Linked DNA regions of Sus scrofa: region 1 is linked to region 2. The links are chromatin contacts, called in public HiChIP or PLAC-seq maps. All regions are on one chromosome and are shown on one strand. Each heading gives the region's core, a stretch centred on a gene start, on an enhancer-like site or on the middle of the called end of the contact. The rest is flanking DNA. Distances are from core to core; before and after follow the strand shown.

Region 1 (6,492 bases), core at 1,010-3,509, 300 kb before region 2:
CTCTTTAATGTGAGATTGCTGTCTCTTTATACACACATGTAATTATATATCAGCCTTCATTTCTTGCTTACCTAAATTTTTTCAGATGAAATAACACCCAGAAGAGTTTTTCACAAAGAATTCATTTTGTACTAAAACCAAGTAGAATGTTCCAGTTTTTTGTTATGTCATTCAGAGCCTTTCTACCTCATATGGCACTAATACGAGGTAAAGACACCAATTCCTTCAATCAACTGAATCATCAATGTCTCACTAACCTGCTTGGTGGGAGGCCAGTCTTGAACAAGGAAGGAGGAGAAGTAAACTCAGCTTTTGTAGATGGAAGTGCTGCTTCCTTCTCTGAATTTCCAGTTCTTCCCTGCTGTACCTTAAAAAAAGGGGTTATTAGCTTGTTTAATTTAATGGAACACTCCACATAATACAGTAAAAATGTTAAAACCATAACATCTGATTCAAAATTAAATATGAAGAATGTTTCATTGCTGAGCATATAATAAAATTAAACCTATTCTAGAATAGCATTAGGTGAAAGGCATCAAAGATGGATTATGGGATCAAAATGTTCCCAACTATTAACAAGTTCACATTAATGTCACTTAAAAGTCTGATAAACTATAACTCTTAAAGACTTCCATAAATTTCCTCAGATCAACATAAACAGTCCAAGATACTTAGTTAAGACTCTGTGTTTCATAGTTAAAGAGAGGCCCTGAGGAATTTTCTCATTCTCTTCTATGTTTACTATCCTTATCTAAGAAAAATGGCCATTTCAGACATTTTGACCATTTTCTATTCTGACTGATTTGCTGTATTAATAATCTGCTCCTGCACTTCCATAACCTTTCCCCATTTCCCCATCACCATCAACAGATCCACCATCCTGCCAGTTCAGTACACCTCGAAGCTTTAGTACCTCTTCTCATTCTTTATAATCACTTTCAAACCAGTTATCTGCTTCATAATTTCTCCCAAATTTGCTCATCTTTTCTGCTCCTATTAGATCCTTTGAATATGGTCTAGCCATAAGACTGGTGAAAATATTCTTTACACTCTTGCTTTTATACTCACCCTCCTATCTTAAAATCAACATTAATTTAATAAATTTATATAGTTCAAGTTGCTCTATACTTGAATAACATCACTATTATCTTACGCCCTATATAAATTCTACTGTCCCTTTTCAATCTAAATTCAGCATCATTGCCTTTCCCGTGAGGCAAAAGCCAAGATAATTCAGACACCATGACTCTTATGTATATAAACTACTGATTCAATTTCAAAAACCATCTACCTCTCAAATAATCATGTGCAACTTATTTTAAATAAAATATTAATGTTTAAGTGCTAAATATATAAGGGATGATGAGGATCAGCACTAAGACAATGAGAACAGAAAGCAAGAACTAGATGTGATAGACATTTGACAGTTAAAACTGAAAAAATATGGTGGCAGGGAAAATTAATATGATTTAATCATCATTTATTAAATATCTATTATGTACCAGAAACTGAGACCATAGAGAGAAATACAACAAAATCCCAGACTGTGGAAAAGACAGGCACACAAACCACCAGAGCAATACAGTAAGTGTGATGAAAAAAAAATATCGCTGGGATAAAAGATGCTATTAGAAAACACAGAAGAAAAAAACGCACTCCTCTTCCCAGGAATGTCAGGAATACTCAAGAGCTGACACTATGGTCTCAACTGTTCCCCTGAGCACCAATAATTTACATCCAATTTTTCACATGTTTAATAAGCATCTCAAACTTAGCATGTCCAAAACAAAGCTACTGATTTCCCTCTACCCGACAATCTGATCCTCTCCAAGTCTTCCTCATATAAGTAAATGGCCCTATCATCTACCAAGTTTCTCGAGAAAACAAAAACACCTAGTAATTATTCAATGCATAGGAACATTCTATGTCAACTTCATCTAGACAATAAATACTAAGTTCAACCACTTATCATCATGCCCATTCCTAAAATCCAGGTCAAACCCACAACCACACCTCAACTGTTCCACTAAATTAACTTGTCTTTCTGCTTTGACTTTACATCACTAAAATCCATCTTCTGTACACAGCCAAAGCAGTGTTTCAAGTGTAAATCAACTCATGTCTCTCCCCTGCTCAACATTCCCCAATAGCTTTCTAATACCAACAGAATAAAACCTACACTTACCATGGCCTACAAGCATTTACAGAGTATGGGCCCTGACTACCTCTCCAACTTTGGTTTTCCTCTATTCCTGCCCAACTTAACTATGCCCAGTCACTATGACCTTTCTTTTCTTCTTAGTTCCCCCTTTATGAGGGCTTTTGCACTAGCTGTTCCTTTCACTTTACAAGTCTCCTCGAAACAGTCATTACAATCTCTACCATATTATCATTTTGTGTTTTCTTCATGGAATTTCTCACTACTGTCATTATCTTAAGTCCTCTTATTTATTTTACGTTTATTATCTGTCTGCTGCCACTATAACATAGGATCCCTGAAGACAAGGATGACATCCAGTCCAAATCTGTATCCTAGGTGCCCAAAAACATCACCAGGCATGCAATGAATGCTCAAATATATTTGCTATTTGATTGGCTTTGGGACTCAGCTTAAATGTCACTTCTTGAAGTCTTTCATAGGACAGGTAATTAATAACTATAATTCTTGGCATGATATCCAGTTATACCTATCTTTTCCATTAAGTCATATAAATTCTAAGACCACAAAGTCTAGGTCTATAATGGTTACCTCTACTCTCCACCCAAACCTAAAACACTTCCTGACACAGCCAACGCTCAGTTAAAAACTGGGGAGAAGGGACAAAGAAGGGTGGGGAAAAGTGGAAGGGGAGGGGTGAGAAGACAGCATAAATTAAAAAGTATTTACAAAAGGGGAAAAAGTAAAAAAAGGTATCAGGAAGACACAGTACACTTTTAAACATGTAAAAATTCCTTATGTTTCCTAAGTTCATTTTCTGAATTTCTTCTTAACATAGGCATTATATTAAACAATTCTGAACTTCATCATTTGAGCAACCCTCCTATTAATACATTATCACCTTGTCTTCCGATGTTGCATTCAGCATTACAGATTCAAAATTTGTTTAATCAAAACATAATGAGATTATTTTTTCACATGATCTAATATTTTAAGAAATGACTGTAAGACATCACAGCTATTTTTGGGGGGGGGGGGTCATGTGGCATGCCGAAGTTTCTGGGCCAGAGATCAAATCCGTGCCATGGCAGCAACAATGCCAGATCCTTAATTGATAGGCCACCAGGGAACACCATCGTGACTGATTATGTAAAAAACAAATTCATCTCAGATCTTACATATGCAAAGAAAAGCTGACTGAAGTCTATAATCTTAAGAAATTAAGTATTTACACAAATTATGCCAACCTTCATTCTGTAAAATTTCCTACGACTGCCCTTCACAGCATTGCTTATAAAAGCTTAATATTACAGGAGTTCCCGTCGTGGCGCAGTGGTTAACGAATCTGACTAGGAACCATGAGGTTGCGGGTTCGGTCCCTGCCCTTGCTCAGTGGGTTAACAATCCGGTGGTGCCGTGAGCTGTGGTGTAGGTTGCAGACACAGCTCGGATCCTGCATTGCTGTGGCAGTGGCATAGGTCAGCGGCTACAGCTCCAATTCGACCCCTAGCCTAGGAACCTCCATATGCTGCGGGAGCGGCCCAAGAAATAGCAAAAAGACAAAAAAAAAAAAAAAGCTTAATATTACAAAATAATATCCAAAAAATTATTGTCAAACACCCAAATAATGGATTATGTAGCTATTTTAAAGTGTTAATTATCAAAAAAAACCTTAATAACCTAGGAAAACATTCATCACATGTTAAGATGGAAAAAGAAAAAGTAGATAACTGCATAAATTATTTGTTTCAACCCACAAGAATAAAGACTGTGAAGGCAACAAAATTTAGGACTGAGCAAGCAGATGAAAAAATAGTAACTGAGCTGACCAAAGAATCTGAATCCTAAATCAGAAAGGAGAAATCAAAGACATATTAATTTCCACAGCAAGATTCAGGAATTGACAACTCTAGCTCCCAGAGCATTTCAATCAGCCAAGTAAAAAATATAAACCCTCTAGGCAGGATACTAGAGTATCTTCTCTGAAAACTTAGATTATTACAAAAACAAAAATAAAAAACAAAAAGCAAAACAACCTAGATACTGACATCAGAGACTGTGAAAAAAGCTTAGCCCTACAGTAAAGCCTACAATCAGCCAAGCCCTACCCACATGCACAGATCATCTTCACCTTTTCAGTGGTCCACTTTCTTGTGAGTTAATAATGGCTAAGGATCAACAAATATTTGAGGAAAGTCAAAAAGCCCAAAACAACAAACTTAAAAAATCAACTTGGAGAAAACAGCCTATGCACCAAAAGAAAACCTCACAGAAGCAACCTATCATTAATATCAAGACCTTTTTAGAGACAGAGGGAGAAAAAAATACTGCCATCGCTGCATGCATGAACAGAAGCAGGATGCTGTAAGAGAAATACTGAAGAAAAATCTTCTTGGATATGCAAAAATATAACAGCAGAAATGAAAAAGAGAACAGGAGCACTCTAAGGTTAAAGAAATCTCACAGATAATGGAAAACAAAGAGAAAGGAAATAAGAAAAACTAAGAAAATTAAAGGACCAGCATGAGGTCCAATTTTTGAATAAGAGGTCCAAAAGACAGAAGAAAGCAGAGAAAAAAAGCAAAAAAATAATAGAGGAAAATATCCCAGAGATGAAGGATACATAGTTCCAGATTAAGAAGGTACAAATGAATGCTTGGTACAATGGATGATAATAGACCAAGACACATGCTTATGAAATCCACAATACTGGTGACTAAGCTCATACATACATCTACAGATACGGGAAACAAAAAAAAAATATATATGTGTGCACACACATAGTATTTTGAGAGAAGGTTGTGGTTAATTTTTCTTACATACATATCACCTAGTCTCACCAGTCACTCCTCTCTTGCCCTCACCCCAAATGATATAATCATACACCTGGTTGTTGTTGCACCCAAGTGACCTTATTTTTATACCTATTGTATCTCATCTTTCATTTTGTTAAAAAAAAAAATTAAAAACCTTTATTTAGAGAGTTCCCATTGTGGCTCAGCAGTAACAAACCCAACTGGTATCCATGAGGATGCGGGTTCAGGTCCTGGCCTCGCTTAGTGGGTTAAGGATCTGGCATTACCATGAACTGTGGTGTAGGTCACAGGCAGAATGGTTCAGATCCTGCATTGCTGTGGCTGGTGGCATAGGCTGGAGCTACGGCTCTGATTCAACTCCTATCCTGGGAACTTCCATATGCCCTGGCTGCGGCCCTAAAAAAACAAAAAACAAAAAGAAAAGATTTCAAGAATGTCAAAATGTTGATAAATCACTGAGGCACTATAATAAACACACAGGGGTTCATTTGTATTATTCTATCTACTTGTTAATATGTTTGGAAATTTACTGAATAAAAAGTAAAATAAATTATTTTAAAGATGCAGTTGGGTTGCTTGTCTCTCAACAGACTAAGGATGAAAAAATCATCTTCGCAATAGATACGAAAATAACTTAAACTTGAATCTATTCCTCTGTCCATCACCAGTACTAGTTTGGATCCTTATTCATTTTATACCCTGACTCCCTTTCTGTCTTACATTCATTCTTCAGCTCACCCCAGTTCCAGTTCTTTTTCTAAAAACCAGATTTGCTCATGCTATTCTCCTACCCAAGAACTTTCAAATGGCCTCCTACTGTCTGCAGGCTAATTTAAGATTAAGGTCTTTCTCATAATGGTCCCATTTCTACCATTTCCAGGCTTCTCTCCTCTGTCTCTCACCCACCTTTCACACTATCTGGTTTTGTTCACATTGCTCTCTCTGCCTACAATGTTCTATACATCATCTCTCTCCTACTAATGAAAACTCAACTGTCTTTCTTTTGTGTGTGTGTGCTTTTTTCTTCTGCCCCGCCTATGGCATGAGGAAATTCCCCAGCCAGGGATCAAACACATGCCACAGCAGCAGCCCAAGCTGCTGCAGTGACAACGCTGGATTCTCAACCCGCTGCACAACATAAGAACTTCTCAACCATTTTTCATTTATTACATCCCATTTGAATCCTTCTAGGCTCTGTGACGTAGGATAACCCATGCTCACCTCTGAACTCCCTACTGCATTCTGTCAATACACCACATAACACCTGTCACAGTATACCAGGATTATTAGTTCACATGTACACATCACTCAGATCATGAGCTTCCTGAATACAAAGACTCTGTTTTACATAGCATCCAGCATAGTGCTGGTTCAGATATATTTTTTTTTCCTTCTTTCTCACCAAGCCTAATAATGATGGTTCAAATGGCAGTTAAGTGGACAAGACCTTGGATTTTATCCAACCACACCACACACTACTGCCAGTGTCACTCTCCTGATCACTAATAGGCGGTAATC
Region 2 (7,006 bases), core at 2,768-5,267:
ATTTTTTCTAGCTGACCAATCAGTCTCTGAAGTACTATCTCATGTCTATTTTGATCTCTAAATTACCCTGTGAGGTAGTTTGGCAGGAATTAATCCCCTCTTCAGAGACCAGGAAAAATGTAAACTTGCCAAGGTCACACAGAGCTGGGATTCAAAAACCAGGTCTCTTAACCCTAAGGTCTGCCCTTTCTCCATGATACCATTTTCCCAATTAGGTACTTTTATTTTCTGACCTCTAGTTTGCTAGATGGTCAAAGATAAGCAGTTCTTTGTGACACTCTAGATACAGACAAATTTCTCAGAAAACTGAACAAATATTGAGGAATCAGAACACAGGTTTTTTCAGTCCTGCTGCCTGATTTAATGGCCTCAGAAGCCCCGGCTATGCTGGCCCCGGCATATTTCCAGGGCTACCGAGAAGACAGAAAGATACTGTGTTCTTAGTGCTTATCACCATCAATTAAAAAAAAATCCAGGCCTTTTGTAAGGAAAATTACATCCTTCAATGTTTGTTTCCTTTCATATGCACCTTTTTTTGGCAGCCCCATGGCATATGGAGTTCCCAGGCCAGGGATCACACCTGAGCCACAGTTGCAGCCTCTGCCACAGCTACAGTCACGCCGGATCCTTTAACTCACTGTGCTAGCCTGGGAACCAAACCTGCATCCCAGAGCTCCAGAGACACTCTGATCCCATTGCGCCACAGTGAGAACTCCCCTTTCTTAGGCACCTCTTAATGGTTAACTTGCAGCCAACATCCGTTTGCAGTCCAGCCTCCTTTCCTAACCCACCAGAGACAATATCTTTCCTACCCCCAAAGCTTAAAGAACAAGAAAGTACAGTGGGAGAAGGGTTTCCGACAACACCACAAATCACTTGCCGACGTCCCCAGTGGCATAAACCATCATGCTGTATGATACATGGACCTGTGGCCCCTCCTCATTTTTCAAACCGGGATGCTGGCATCCAGTCACTGGAGTGGAATTGGCCCAGTAATGTTTTCCATCTGCTGGCTTGGCACGAGTCATTACGGGGTGTCACCTGGGTTCTGTCTTAGAGTCTCTAGGGCCAAGGCTAGAGGCACTACAGAAGAACAATTACCTTATTCATCTGTCAGCACTGTTTACTTTATGTGAACAAAACAAGATTTTGCTGAAGTATATAAAAGAAATTTACTGGAAAAGAAAAGTCTAGGCATCCTCTCTCTCCCCCCCCCCCCACCCCTGCCCTCACATCTTCAAATTCTGATACATCTCAAATGTCACCTTCTCTAAGGAGCTTTTCCCCACACCCTCAACCTCCATGTGCCCCTGGAGAACTTATTTCATATTGCTTTGTGTCGCCATTATTTATTTGTATTTCTCTCCCTCCCACTAGACTGTAAACTCTTCAAAGGAGAATATGAACTGTATCTTTTAAAGTTCATACCACTCAGTAAGTTTCTGTTGAGGGAATGATTTGCAAGTATAGAAAAAAATGGTAATTCCTGTTAGTTTTAAACTAAATCTACAGGAATAAAATATGTTGAATTTGGCATTCTGAAAATGAATTAAAGCCTTTTTTTTCCCTTTTATAAAAAGTTAGCAATAGGAAGTTCAGTGTGAAAACACTTTTAAAACAATTTTAAAAACAATGTTAAAAACGACTGAACTTTTTATTGTGGAAAACCAACAGGATGTTCAAAACTACTCAATATCATTTAAAATTGACCTTATTTAATGGAAATGTTCACATTATTAGTATTTCAGAAGTGATGTATATGCTAGTCATAGGAGAAATTATTTCTAAAAGAATGTAAGACTTTTAAAAATTTTTTATTATAGTTGATTTGCAGTGTTCTGTCTATTTCTGATATATAGCAGAGTAACCAGTTATGCATATATACACATTCTTTTTCTCATATTATACTCCTTCATGTTCTATCACAAGTGATGGGATATAGTTCCCTGTGCTATACAGCAGGACCTCTTTGCTTATCCATTCTAAATGTTATAGTTTGTATCTACTAACCCAAAACTCCCAATCCATCTCACTCCCTTTCCCTCTCCCTTGGCAACCACAAGTCTGTTCTCCATATCTGTGAGTCTGTTTCTATCTCTGTAGATAGGTTCATTTATGCCATGTTTAGATTCCACATATAAGTGATATCATATGGTATTTGTCTTTCTCCTTCCGATTTACATCACTTAATATGAGAATCTCTACTTCCATCCATGTTGCTGCAAATGGCATTGTTTTGTTCTTTTTTTGGCTGAGTAGTATTCCATTGCGTATATGTACCACATCTTTTTAATCCATTCATCTGTCGATGGACATTTAGGTTGTTTCCATGTCTTGACTATCTGTGAATAGTGTTGCAATGAACGTAGGGGTACATGTATCTTTTTCAATGAAAGTTTTGTCTGGATATATGCCCAGGAGTGGGATTGCTGGATTATGTGGTAGTTCTATATTTGATTTTCTGAGGAACCTCCATACTGTTTTCCATAGTGGTTGTACCAATTCACACTCCTGCCAACAGTGTAGAAGGGTTCCCGTTTCTCCACACCCTCCCCAGCATTTGCTATTTGTAGACTTATTTATTAATGATGACCATTCTGACTGGTGTGAGGTGGTACCTTATTGTAGTTTTGATTTGCACTTATCTAACAATTAGTTATGTTGAGCATTTTTTCATGTGCCTATTGGTCATCTGTATGTCTTCTTTGGAGAAATGTCTTTTTTTTTTTTTTAATGTATCACATTGATGCTGGTTTAGACAGTTCAGGGAGAGCGAATGAGGTGGCTACAGGAGTACAGGAGTACTTCTGGAAGGAAGAGCATCTGAAAAAAAAACCTCCAAAACAAAACAAAACAAAAAAAAAAAAAAGCCAAACCGTCTACCCTGGCATTAAGACCCTTCACACAACTTTTCATCAAAGGGCTGAGACAGGTATTCACAACTGGCTCTCATCTGAGCAGTAACCTGAACACCCAGGCTCTGTCTTCTCCAGGCAAGGTGGTGGTCACAGTATCACTTGTACCCACAGTCAGTCACATGGTCTGTCTTACCTGCAGGGAAGGCTGTGCCCAGGAGGATGAGAGAGCCTGTGGGGAATAGCAGTGTAGTCACTGAGCTTTGAACTCTTCTCTTAGGAAATTTGGTTCCAGCATAGAGTAGTGTGAGTGGCCTGGAAGATTCAAACACCAGAGCTGGAGTTCCCATCGTGGCGCAGCGGAAATGAATCCGACTAGGAACCATGAGATTGTGGGTTCAATCCCTGGCCTTGCTCATTGGGTTAAAGATCCGGCGTTGCCGTGAGCTGTGGTGTAGGTTGCAGATGGGGCTTGGATCCCGCGTTGCTGTGACTCTGGCACAATTCGACCCCTAGCCTGGGAACCTCCACATGCCGAAGGAGCGGCCCTAGAAAAGGCAAAACCAAAACCAAAAACACACAAATACCAGAGCCATTTCTATGGGAGTCATCAGGATTTAGTGACTGACTGGATGGGGAAGTAGAAACACAAGAATAATACTGGCAGTTTCCTAACCTCTCCCTCTGTCTGTCTTTAAGGCTCTCTCAAAGTGATTTCTAAAAAGCAACTGGACAAGGCTCTGAAAAGTTGTCTGTCACAAGGTTGTTCTGAAACAGTGGTTACCTTGCAAGCTGTGCATCCACTGGCTTTACACATCCACTCTAGTCCAGATGACTTTTCAGAGGGACCGCAGTCAGATTCAAAAGAGGACATCATCTGATTAATGTGACTTAACATTAGCAAGTGCATTTCTGGTATAGGGACATGAAAGGCCTTGACAGTGAAGAACAGTCGGGAAATGACAGGCTCATTTAGTGTGTGGGCAACGGAAGACCTATCCTCTCTTCAAAAATAGCTGTCAAAGAAAAGAATGAACCAAGACGAGCTGGTTGCTAATAGTTTTGGCGTGGGAGGAAAAACTGCATTGCAGTTCCTGACTCCGAGGTGGGGTCAGGAAGGTCAGTCGCCCAGTGTTGACCTTTGTGTTCAGAGTCTTTTCGCATTGACTCACCAGACTCTTGTAATTTGGTGAGCCAGAGAGCAGAGAAGTAGGAGGCAGTCCCCGTGCTGAACTTTAAACTCCTCAGACGCTTGTCCTGTACGATAACAATTAGCACTGCCTGGGATCCAAAGCAGACTAGCCGCCTAAGACCGACCGTATTAATCTAAATGAAATCAATGAGTGACCACAGGAGAGCCCGCTGGGAAGCTGGGGGCAGGCAGCTAGTAGCTCTACTGAATAGCCTGTACACTGTTTGTTTGGACATCTGTCTGGAGATGCCTTTTTACGAGAGCCATAGGCCTGATGGGATGCGAGAATTGCAGCAACATCGATAGGATCACATGCTCATCAAGTGCCAAGGTCCTCTGATCCCTTCAAATCTAAGAGCAATTTTTTTATTGCTTAATTCTTCTCCTGGTGATGACCTGATAAGTGACATCTTATAATCAGGCCAATGATCTTTTAAAAAAAATTTTTTTTATTACTCAAATGAATTTATCACATCTGTAGTTGTATAATGATCATCACAGTCCAATTTCACAGGAATTCCATCCCACAACCCAAGCACACACCCCCATCCCCCAGACTGTCTCCTCCGGAGACCATAAGTTTTTCAAAGTCTATGAGTCAGCATCTGATCTGCGAAGAAGTTCAGTCTGTCCTTTTTTCAGATTCCACACATGTCAGTGAAAGCATTCAATGTTGGTGTCTCATTGTATGGCTGACCTCACTTAGCATGATAGTTTCTAGGTCCATCCATGCTGCTAAGAATGCCGGTATTTCATTCTTTTTAATGGCTGAGTAATATTCCATTGTGTATATGTACCACATCTTCTTGATCCACTCCTCTGTTGATGGACATTTAGGTTGTTTCCTTGTTTGGGCTATTGTAAATAGTGCTGCAATGAACATCAGAGTACATGTGTCTTTGCGAGTCGTGGTTTTCTCTGGATAGATGCCCAGGAGTGGGATTTCTGGAGGCCAATGATCTTTTTCAAAATTAAGTAATATGTGTTTATGATAGCAAACTATGAAGCTAAAGATTTTAAGTCAACTTTAGTCCCATCATCTAGAGATAACTACTAGAAATATTTTAGTAAGTTTCTTTCAATTTATAGGCATGTACATATATAGATAGATAGATATACATATACCTATATAAATAAGGCTTAAATACAAATTAACTCTGATATTAGAGAGCTTCCCAAGTTATTCTTTAAAATTTACCTTTAATGGTTGCAGGATGTTCTAAGATCTACTATTATTTATTTAAGCATTTCCTATTTTTGGACAATTTCAGTTGTTTCTAGATTTTGAACATCCTCGTGCATAAATCTTTGTCCTTATCTCTGACTACTTCCTTAGGATATAGTCATAGAAATGGAATTACTAGGTCAAAGGCTGCAATCCTTTTTAAGACTCCTAATGACTAGAAGTCACACTATACCCTAGGAAATGTGCTGCCATTTACTCCTATCATCTGGGTAGGAGAGAGTCGGACTGACCAAAGATCCTTTCAGCATTATCATTCTTTACTCGTAGGGCGAGAATTTGGACATTCGACCAGGTTATCACTTCAGAGCTTTATGGGCTGCTCTGCTTCATCACTGACTGTCTTGAGTACACGTGGTATGAAAGGCTGTTACCACAAACATCGTTATGGCTGCACTCAGTAAACACTAAGAGGACAGACCTAGGAAATATAAAGTGTGTCCAGCGTGAGTACCTGCTTTGCATACTTCTTAGTGAGCAAAATCAGGGCAGTATGAGTTTTGCTACATTTATATCCTAAGCATCCTTTGGGATGGTTGCAGTTGGTCTCCAGAGCTGACATGCTGGGGCTCTTCCCCAGAAATGTCTGTCTAGAAATAAAGGAAACTCCAAGCATGAAAACTGCACCTCATGAGCCCAGTGGAGTTTTTCTGCTGACAGAGAATTGATTGACTGAATATAAATCACTCTGACTTGAGAGATTCTGTCCACTCAGGATGAATTGGGGAGAAAATACCAGAAGGAAATTGGCCTCTGAAGTGTGAGGGCATTGGATTATTGCCGTCAGGAGCAATGCTTGTCAGGAGCATTGCATTCTTGCCTTATTTCGGATCTCGTGTTATTTGGAGCAATATTGCAGTGCTGGAAGATTTGCATCTACCTTTCTCTGTGGGTAATGTTCTAAGTCTTTCCTTTTCCATTTTAGTAATGGATTAGCATCCTCTATTATAGTTTATGGTGCTTGGTTCATTCAGTAACAATATCAAAATTCCACCAACTTTTTCTCTCTCCCCCTCTCTCTCTCTCTCTTTTTTTTTTTTTTTTAAGGGTTGCAGGTGCGACATATAGAAGCTCCCAGGCTAGGGGTCAGATCAGAGCCGCAGCTGCCAATCTACACAACAGCCACAGCAATGCGGGATCAAGGCTGTGTCTGCCATCTGCACCACAGCTCATGGCAATGCCAGATCCTTAACCCACTGAGTGAGGCCAGGGATCGAACCCGTATCCTTGTGGATACTAGTCAGGAGTTCCCACTGTAGCTCTGTGGTAACAAACCCGACTAGTATCCATAAGGACTTGGGTTCGATCCCTGGCCTTGCTCAGTGGCTTAAGGATCTGGAGTTGCTGTGAGCTGTGGTGTAGGTCGCAAACATGGCTGGGATCTGGCATTGCTATGGCTGTGGCACAGGCTGGCAGCTGTAACTCCGATTCGACCCCTAGCCTGGGAACTTCCATATGGCCGTGGGTGCAGCCCTAAAAAAGACAAAAAGCAAACAAAAACACTAGTGAGTTAGAGTGACCTGCTTGGGGCGCAGAACTCATGGGTTATAAAGCTGACCTCAAATCTTGTCTCTATTCCCAATCCAGGACTCTTTATACTACAATAAATTACTCTTTCGTTTTCAAAAAAATTAATTTGAAAAAAAATTAATCTTACTAATTTTGGATGTTTTAAAATCACTACCCTGATGTACTCTAACTGGTTTAATTTTAGAA

What was found. HiChIP or PLAC-seq counts read pairs in DNA pulled down with a chosen protein or histone mark.
Region 1: an H3K27ac HiChIP or PLAC-seq map of alveolar macrophages shows a contact between it and region 2. The contact joins two enhancer-like sites. A contact is called at or near these places in 1 of 47 Hi-C or Micro-C datasets (epiblast stem cells) and 1 of 2 datasets of contacts at active chromatin or transcription factors (alveolar macrophages).

Annotation. Positions count from the first base shown.
Region 1 is chr8:40,174,193-40,180,684 of Sscrofa11.1, reverse strand. FIP1L1 (pre-mRNA 3'-end-processing factor FIP1) reads right to left here. Exons shown (of 17, transcript XM_021101251.1): 9 at 258-367. Among named protein-coding and RNA genes, the nearest start is that of FIP1L1, 20 kb to the right of the region's middle. Within about 2 kb of position 2,259, at least 1 of the 83 cell types and tissues checked has an H3K27ac peak or open chromatin away from gene starts, as enhancers often do. A contact at or near this core is called in alveolar macrophages, where this site is marked.
Region 2 is chr8:39,871,007-39,878,012 of Sscrofa11.1, reverse strand. All of the region lies in intron 5 of SCFD2 (sec1 family domain-containing protein 2), which reads left to right. Among named protein-coding and RNA genes, the nearest start is that of RASL11B, 170 kb to the right of the region's middle. Within about 2 kb of position 4,017, at least 6 of the 83 cell types and tissues checked have an H3K27ac peak or open chromatin away from gene starts, as enhancers often do. A contact at or near this core is called in alveolar macrophages, where this site is marked.